2 separate regions of the Triticum aestivum genome follow, and region 2 is linked to region 1. The links are chromatin contacts, called in public Hi-C maps. All regions are on one chromosome and are shown on one strand. Each heading gives the region's core, a stretch centred on a gene start, on an enhancer-like site or on the middle of the called end of the contact. The rest is flanking DNA. Distances are from core to core; before and after follow the strand shown. Region 1 holds the start of LOC123134089 (cyanidin 3-O-rutinoside 5-O-glucosyltransferase-like). Region 2 holds the start of LOC123136937.

Region 1 (4,702 bases), core at 73-2,572:
GTCGCACCACCCAACCACCATGCCCCGCATGTCGCCGACGTCGTCGAAGCCATCGTCTCTGTTGTTCTTTCGCACCACCCACAGGTACGGGCGGCCGCTCGCGGCGAGGCCTCGCTTCAGCTCGTCCTTCTGTCGCTTGCTCACCGCCGACATGCTCCCGAACGACACGTACACCACCGACCGTGCTGGCTGTGTGTCCAGCCACTCCATGTAGCCTTTCTCGTCGTGTTCAAAGAGATCTCCTACTGCGGTGGCAGTGCCGCCGCCGCCCTCGGTGAAGAGCGACACCACGGCTGGCCCGACGGGGAACACGTCCAACTCAGGGACAGATGTGAGAGCACCGGCCTCTAATTCTTCCACGGTGTTCACTAGCACCATGGCTTGCCTTCCTTCAGTGCTGCTGCTACTGTCGACGTCCAGGTCCAGCTGGTGGAACGTCCTGCGGATGTCCCCGAACGCCGCGACTATCCTGCCGTCCGTAAGGTTGGTGAAGAAGCTCGGGAGGTCACGGATCGCCATCGGCGGGAGGCCCGGCATAGACACCGTGAACCCCGGCTCGGCAGCATGCTCCGTCACGAGCCTCTCGTACCCATGGAAGTAGTGATAGTACACGGCCAGCATCGTGGCCGGCTGGATCCAGTAGAGCGCCCGGGGCACGCCGCGCTCACGGGCGACCTCGGCGGCCCACCACATGAGCATGGCGTACAGGACGCACGTGACGGGCCGGCCCCGCGCCGCGAGGCGGTCCAGCACCGCCGAGAAGGTCTCGCGGCCTACGCGGCCGAACACCTCCGCGTATCTCTGCACTTCGTCCCCGTCGCCAGCCAAGAGGCTGAAGCCGTGGTCGTAGCCGTCCGAGTAGGGGATGTAGGAGATAGCACCGTCGTGGACCTCTTCGTCGGGGGACGCGAGCGAGGGGAACATGCGACGGTGCGCGGACACGGCAGCCGAGAGCGTGACCCGCGCGCCCGGTGCGGCCCGCGCGAGGCGCTCCGCCAGAGCGCGCGCCGGGTTGATGTGGCCCTGGCCCGGGAACGCGACGACCAGGAAGTGCTGCGGCGCCATGGAGGACGATGGATGGCCGTGGACTTTCTCCTCGTCAACCTATGCCACCCGCTGGCTGCTCGAAGCACGCAGCGCCGCTGGAGTTTGTAATAGAGTGAGGCTTGGCTTGGTTTGGCGCGAGGCGGCCGTCTCACGATGGAAATTCTCTCGCGACAGATGCTGTACTCTATAGGATAAGTACGGCGAGCTACAGCACGGTGTAAATTGTAATTGTGGTGATGTCATGGCTTGCGGCTGCGATGATTGACTCGTTGCCGTAGGAATGTTGGATGGGATAGGTATGCTTCACCTGCTCCGGGAATGCTACATATATTAGCCGCGAGCCACACGAGACGCGCCGTGGTTACTTGGAAATTCGTAGCATCTAAGGCTAGTCAAGTCACAGTGTGAGTAACTTAGCTAGTGACATAGCCCACCTCAATAAAATTTGCTTATGCGGCATTTAGTTAATGATGAGAAGTGTTAACATAATATGTTACTATAACATAGCGCTTCCCAATACAATATGAGTCTACAAGCTAATAAATGAAGTCCTCTATGACACTACTACTATGTTATTTTGCACTAAAAAGGTAGTAACTTAGACTAGTGTCATATGCATGACACTAGTATAAGTTACTCCCCACTATGATCAGCCTAAGGGCCCGTTCGACAATCCATCAACTCCTCAAAATACGCGAAGCTGGGAGCACCGTTTCGCCATCTCTGAAATTTCTAACCGCGGCTCCGTCCGCTCCGGGAGCGGAGGCGCGGAGCGGAGGGCCACCAAATGGGACCTAAATCGTGCATTTTCCGGCTTGAACAAAGACCATCTTGTTTTTCTCGTGACGAGGTCGCTAGAGGTCAAAATAAGAAGGGTGCTGGTCTGCTGGACATGATTTTGTTTCATTTTGCCAGTGATTTTTCTGTCTTGTTTCTTGTCTTTTTTAGGAGTACTCCCTACTCTAACTTTTCACTCCGCCAGTGAGTGCGATTTCGTTCCAACCGAAAGCGAAGGACGGGTGCTAGGAATCCAGCTAGCAGTTGCAAGTGGGCGCCTCTGTGTGCCGCTTACTGCAAGGCAAACCCTAGCCTGGCCGACAATCGATGATGGGCCGCTCCAGTAAAAAATTACTTTTTTGTAACCTTTATTCGTATATCAAATATTATATATTTCACAGGCATATTTTTACTTAATTAAATTAAAATATCTATGTGACAAAATGTAAACATAGTAAAAAATATTAGTTAGATTTTTTTGAAAAATGTGGATGACTTTCATGAAAAAGTTCATGACAATGACAAAAATGTTTCCGTGTTTCAAAATAATGTATAAAAAATTAAAAAATGTGTATACAATTAAAAAATGATTGCATAATAAAAATGTGTTTTGTGCCATTAAAAATTGTAATGGAATTTTATGGAAATATTTCAGCATTCAAAATAATGCTTGTGGCATTTAGAAACATGATCCCGTAGGTTAATGTTTATTTCCACTAAAATGTGCATGATATTTTAAAGTAATAATCACATATTTCCAAAAAAAGTTAATGAATTTTTTAAAATTAATTACAAAATGTAAAAAATGTGTAGCTAAAAAATGTTTATTTCCATTATAAAAATGAAAACGTGTATTTTAAAAATAATATCGTGTTTTTTTAGATGTGTTCAAACCATGTATTAAAAAAAAGTGTACATGATATTTGAAAAATGCCCAGTGTGTATCAGAAAAAAATATCAAATGTGCTCTAAAAATGTACATTGTCTATAGTGAAAAAAAAAGAAATGTATTGATTAAAAAAAACTGACAAAGAATCAAAAGAAAAAGCAAAAAGTTCAAAGAAAAGAAAAAAAAGAAACAAAGAAAAACAAATTATGTCAAATAAAGGGAAAAACCCCAATGACAAAACAAAGAAAACCAAAGTAAAACGAAGACAAAAAGTGGTGAAATAACCAAATAAAAAATGAAGAAAACCGAAAAGATGCGAACCTACAGCGCGCAGCGAGTAACCGCACTAATGAGCCGACCCACTAGTCATCGCTCATAGGCGATTCCTATTAGGAATCGGTACTAGTGACATATAGCCCCGGCGGTTTCGAGCACGCACCTGACATGTATCTGCCGTTTCGATGCATATCAGGTGATCGCCCGCGCGATTAACACATGGCCTGTGGCCCAGGTAAGCAGATTCTTGGTCGGTTTTCAAATGGTTTTTTCTCCGTTGTTTGATGTGTATTAGAAAAATGTTTATAGTATCAAAAACAACAAAAAAGGAAAAAGGTTACAAAAAGAAAAGAAAACCATAAAACGCCATACCTGGAAAAGAGGAAAAAACACAATCGAGCGGGAGGGACAACCTGAGCATTCCCTTTATACGTATGGCGTCGAGCGAAAGGGGGGTCATATTCCACGCGATGCATGCTGAGAAAATGTGCAGTGTGCACCCCCTAGATCCCCCACGCTCCAACTTGGGTCGGCCCAGGGCGGGACGGGGCTCCTTTCTTTTCTTTGTTTCTTTTTGTTTTTTATACTCTCTTGTTTTTGTTTTTGCTTCTTCATAAAAGTTTGGGATTCCAAAAAAAAGAAAATTACAAAAAGGTCCACTAATGCAAAGAACTATCCATGAATTTGGAAATATGTTCACAAATTCAAAACATGAATAATTTTTATTTCAAATGAACATTTTCTGAATATTGACGAACACAAACTGAATTCGATAAAACACTAAAATTAGAATAAAAAATTTGTATTTCATGGAAAAACTAAATTTTAATTAGTTTTTTTCAAATATTATGAACACATTATGAATTCAAGAGCATTTGTTGAATTATATGAACAAATTTTTAAAAAAAGTGATCGACACTATAAAAATCTTCAAACGCGACTTGAAAAATGTTCAAAATTTAAAAAATGTCACCGATTTCAAAAACTGTACTCGTATTTCCTAAATAATCATGAATTTTTAAAGAAAAAACGAAAAAAAACAAGAAATTGAAAAAAAAAGAGAAACCAGAAAAAGAAAAGAAAAAGGGTTTGGGGAGGTTCTAGGACTTCCCAAAATCGGAAGTGAGCTCGTTGGGACAACCCACATCTACCGAGCTAGTAGCCAGGGGCAGGGGCGGAGCTAAGGGGGGACGAGTGGGTGCCACGCTCCCCCCCCCCCCCCCCCCAATGGGACCTCCTATACGTCGTACTCTACGGCAAAGTGTTGTCTTTTTGCATAGGGGGTCTCTGACTGGGCCGGCCCATGACTGCCAGCAAACTTGTATCACAGGGAATCACATCTTGTACCTCATGATACAGACCAAGCGTTCCAACCATCTAACTTAGCGAGCATTACTGATTAGTCAACTGCGTCAGTACTTCAGAACCAAACCACATGGCACATTCGAATTATTTTTGGAATGTTGAATGATTGTTTTTAAAAAAACTTAGTGTTTTCTTAAAAAACACTTTTCCAATTTCTAAATTGTTTTACAAAAACCGAAACATTTTAGAAAAGTAGTAACATTTTTCAAAATCATAAACAATTTTTTTGAAAATGGGGACATTTTTTAATTCCAAAATTAAATCACGAACATTCTTTAAACTCCCAACCAAAATTTGAAAACACCAGAATTTTTTTGAAATTTATGTTTTTTTTGTAAACTGGAACAT
Region 2 (4,425 bases), core at 915-3,414, 420 kb after region 1:
ACATACACAATAAATGTTGTCGAAGCGACTAGGGGTCGAATTCCTGTGCGCTTGCCCCATTTTCTTCCTTGTTTTTCTATTCTTTGTATGTGCTAATGGGCTAGCCGATTACTCCAAACGCTCCAGCAAGAGAACCATCTGTCTCGCTTAATGCGAGACATAGCGCTCGCGCTCAACCAGTGATTTTACGGAACTAGCCGTTTAGCGAAGGACATATCTACAGGGTGGGCCGTGTTTTTGCCAGCCTATCTATATACTCGTCAGCGCTGCGGCGCCATGGAAAACATAGAGGAGGAGTGGGCTGGAGGGAAACGAAGAAGCCCATTTTTCTTCCTAATTTTTCTATTCATTGTATGTGCTAATGGGCCGGCCCGGTTACTTCACACGCTTCAGTGAGAGAACCATTTGTCTCACTTAATGCGAGACATAGCACTAGCGCTCAACCAGTGTGATATTGCGGAGCAAGCCCTTTAGTGAAGGACGGATCTACAAGGTGCGTCGTGTTTTGGTCAGCCTGTCTATATAGGATTCGGCGCGGCGGCGCCGCGAGAAAACATAGAGGAGGAGATTGGCTGCAGGGAAACAAAGAAGCCTAGCAAGCTGCGTGTTCCTGGTGCGAAAGGACTCGCCCCAGTGGCGCAGTCCGTTATTCCTCTCTGCTCCCTCTTCGGATCTCTAGATCTGAACTCGCTGCCAGCCGCATCCCGCCTACCTCCGTGGTCCATTCCTCGCAGGCCACTCGCCGTCGCTGCCTGCCGCTTGATTCCCTGCCTTGACGCGTCCTTCCCCACATGCAACTGTTGCGCCCGTGCACTCACCGCACCCAGCCGCCTAGTCCGTAGACTAGTCCTATTCGGCGGTGGGTGGTGTGCAAGCCTGCCCACGTGATACGTGCACCCTACCTTGCACTATAGCAGTAGCCTGCAGCCATCGACTGCCAACCAGCCCTCCCACCGTCCCACAATTAAACATAGTACACATGTGCGGTAATCCCAAATTTCCACGGTCCCTAATTTTGCCAATTTCAGATTCAAACATTATATTGGTTGATTGATTTTCTGTTGTTCAGCTATGATTGGTACTAATACAGGGGATGTTAAAATGTATTTAGAATTGTTGAAGAATTGGTATGTACCATGTAGGCTTTTTTAATGCAAAACTAAGACTTAACTGAGAATATTAGTGTGTTTCTAGATCATATTGATTTATATCTATGTGATGTTGTTTAATCATTAGAATGTCCACATGTCATATTTGCTATCATTTTTTTTGTAGGTAGACTACCCTGTTTTAAATTCCTAGATCCACCACTGCACAACTGGGGTGGGGCTACAGGGTCGCCAGGGTGGGCCGGATTTTGGGTCAGCCTATTATACATATAGATCTCTAACCGGGCCATAAAAAAAACCCGGCCCAATATACATACTGGTTGACACACACAACCACGCCCAGTCCGGGCATCGCTATTCCTCGCGTTCAACGAGTCGAGGCGTCTGACTCGCTGAAGCGTGCGAGCGTCTGGGCTGGCCCACCCGCGCGGGCAACACCAGCGTGTTTCTCTGTTTTGTTTTTGTTTTTCTTCTTCTTTTTGATATACTTTAAATATATATATATATATATATATATATACATATATATATATATATATATATATATATTACAAAAAACACTCTTCAAAAACAAATTTGATAAAATGTAGAATAAGTATTGAAAATGTTGAACAAGAATTTGTAAAATATTGAGTAAGTATTTGAAAAATGTTAAATAAGTATTAAAAATATTGAACAAGTATTTTAAAATTTTTGAATAGGTATTAAAAAATAATGAACGAGTATATGAAATATGTTGAACAAGTATTAAAAAATGTTGAGCAAGAATTTGGTAAATGCTGAACAAGTATTTGAAAATGTTGAATAAGTATTAAAAATGTGGAACAAGTATTTCAAAAATGTTGAATATGTATTAGAAAATGTTGAACGAGTATATGAAAAATGTTTAACAAGTATTTGAAAATGTTGAATAAGTATTAAGAAAGTTGATCAAGCATTTGAATTTTTTTAATAACTATGAAAATGTCGAACAAGTTTTTGAAGCGTTTCTTTAGAGCTGCTGCCCGACGAGTGGGCGCTGCTGAATGCGAGAAATAATCCTCGCGGCCCAGTCCACATCGAGCAGAGCCCTTCCTCCCGACACGGCGACGCCCTCGCACAGCACTGCGCCACTGCTCGACCTCGACGCCCAGCCGCCTCGCCGTCGCCGTTCCTCGCGACGCGACCTCACCGCCTGTAGCCTGCTGGAGCCCGGATCCCAGCCTCCCGGCGCCCGCGCCTCTCCTTCCCGCCCGGCCGGCCGGCCCTCTGGTCCAGCCGCGCCTCCCTGCCCACGCCCCTCCCTGCGCGCGGCCGCGCCCCTGCCGCCGGCCGGAAGCCTGGCGCCCCTGCCCTCGCCCTGCAAGTTTGGCGGCAGCCACTGCCGCTCAGTCACCACACCAGCCTCCGGAATTGAAGGTACCGAAATACCCTAATTTCTGATTTAGGGTTTCATTTTTGCACTATCAATACATAATTTTGCACATCATTTCGGCCTAGTCACATACATTGAGAGGGATGCTTTCTCAGAGGTGAATGAAGATGATATAATTGATATCTTCACGGCAATGCAAAAACGTAGGCCAGAAACATAGTCTTTTTGAATTTCTCAAGGTATGCACTATCTACTATGTTCCATGTAGTATGTAATATGTAGGCTTCTTTATGCAAAACTAAGATTTAATTGAGAATTTTAGTGTGTTTGTAAGACCATATTGATCTATTTCTTTGTGATATTGGTAATTAGTTAGAATGTTCACATGCTATATTGCTTATAATTTTTTTGGGGGGCGGACCACCCTGTAATCCCCTCTGCAGCCGGGCTCACGGAGAAGGGCGCCACCCCGCCATGATCGCCGCATCAGCGCGGCGGGTCGCTGCAGCCGCCGCTTCCTCTTCCCAGTCCGGCCGTGTCTCCCAGCTGGCCTCGACACTGAATCACCAGGTGAGTGTGGCGCGGATGAGACTTGCACATCTTCGTATCTATTTGATTTCATGCTCTAGTATGTTGCCAGGCGGTGAATAAACTTCTTTGTGGTTGCAGAGATGGATTCACGACCGTAACAAGAAGGCAATGGAGTTGGTGGCCAAGGGTTGGAGCGCCCTACAGGAGGTCGATCGCGTCATCGACTTCGCCGACCGCAACGACAAGCGGCTAATCCCACTTCTCAGGGTACAGCTCTGGATTCGCGTTCCCTCTCTTCCCCCATTTGGAACCACTCTGTTGTGACCTGTTGTTGGGGTTCTAACTTTTTGTTGTGCGATTCTTTCCCGGTGTCGAAGGGCGCGAAGGAGAACTTTGAGCTGGCTCTAGAGATCGACAATATGAATACTCACGCGAGATGTTGGCTGGCCAAGATGCATTTCAAGTACCATGTTCCCGGGGCGTGCAAGGCAATGTGAGTTAATTTTACCTCCCATGATGTTAGTGTTAATTTACTTACTTTGCTGTGTCGTTCAACCAGCTCATATGGCATGTACACTACTTTGTTGTTTCACTGCTATTCCAGGAATCTGCAAACGTGATGCAAACAACTAATTTTATCGTTGCTTATGTAGTTATGTTGTTGTTTTGACTCAATTTGAATCCTTTATAAGTGACCTTTTTTTGCGAACTATCCTTTATAAGGACCTGGCTAGTATGTAGGTGCCATGACTCTGAATACTGGATACCATTGCGCCTCAGTTAGATAGTTGCATACCAGAATTATTTCTGGATGATATATCAGATCCTAGGGACGATGCTTCTTAGTACTCCATCCGTTTCTTTTTACTCCGCATATAAGATTTGGTCAAAATCTACACAAAGTTTGACCAAATTTATATAAAAAAATATGAACATCTACAATATTAAAACTATATAGTATGAAAATACATTTCATGGTGCATCTGATAATATTGATTTCATATTGTCAATGTTTATATTTTTTAATATAAAGTTAGTCAAACTTTACAAAGCTTGACTTTGACCAAACCTTATATGCAGACTAAAAAGAAACGGAGGGAGTTTGTTTTATCTGACGGACCAGTTGCAGATAATGCTGTGTTTGTTTTATCTGACAGAGCTAAAGCTGCAGGATAATTTTGTTTACATTGCATATAATTTGGCTAGCGCTGTAGGTGTACCTTGTTAATTAAGTGTTTTAGTAATATTTACATATCAGGCAGTGTGAAGAAATCTTCCATAAAACTGTTTATAGTGTGTATGCTGTGATGGACCTGCATAGGACCTGTGATGAACAACTTATAAACTTTTAGGGCCTGAATCTGCACTTTTGAAGTTTTAGGACTAACTTGACACACCTCGAATAGTTATAGGACTTATGATGCATTTTAC

Evidence for each region. Hi-C and Micro-C count contacts between places; a contact is called where the count stands out from the background.
Region 2: a Hi-C map of leaf shows a contact between it and region 1, with 5 times the contacts expected there. The contact joins the promoter of LOC123136937 here to the promoter of LOC123134089 in region 1. A contact is called at or near these places in 3 of 5 Hi-C or Micro-C datasets (leaf and an unstated tissue).

What each region holds. Positions count from the first base shown.
Region 1 is chr6B:282,470,611-282,475,312 of IWGSC CS RefSeq v2.1, forward strand. It overlaps LOC123134089 (cyanidin 3-O-rutinoside 5-O-glucosyltransferase-like), which reads right to left and starts at 1,323. Exons shown (of 1, transcript XM_044553432.1): 1 at 1-1,323. The coding sequence starts at 1,065.
Region 2 is chr6B:282,893,875-282,898,299 of IWGSC CS RefSeq v2.1, forward strand. It overlaps LOC123136937, which reads left to right and starts at 2,165. Exons shown (of 10, transcript XM_044556453.1): 1 at 2,165-2,507; 2 at 2,619-2,702; 3 at 2,907-3,033; 4 at 3,133-3,261; 5 at 3,372-3,487. The coding sequence starts at 2,938.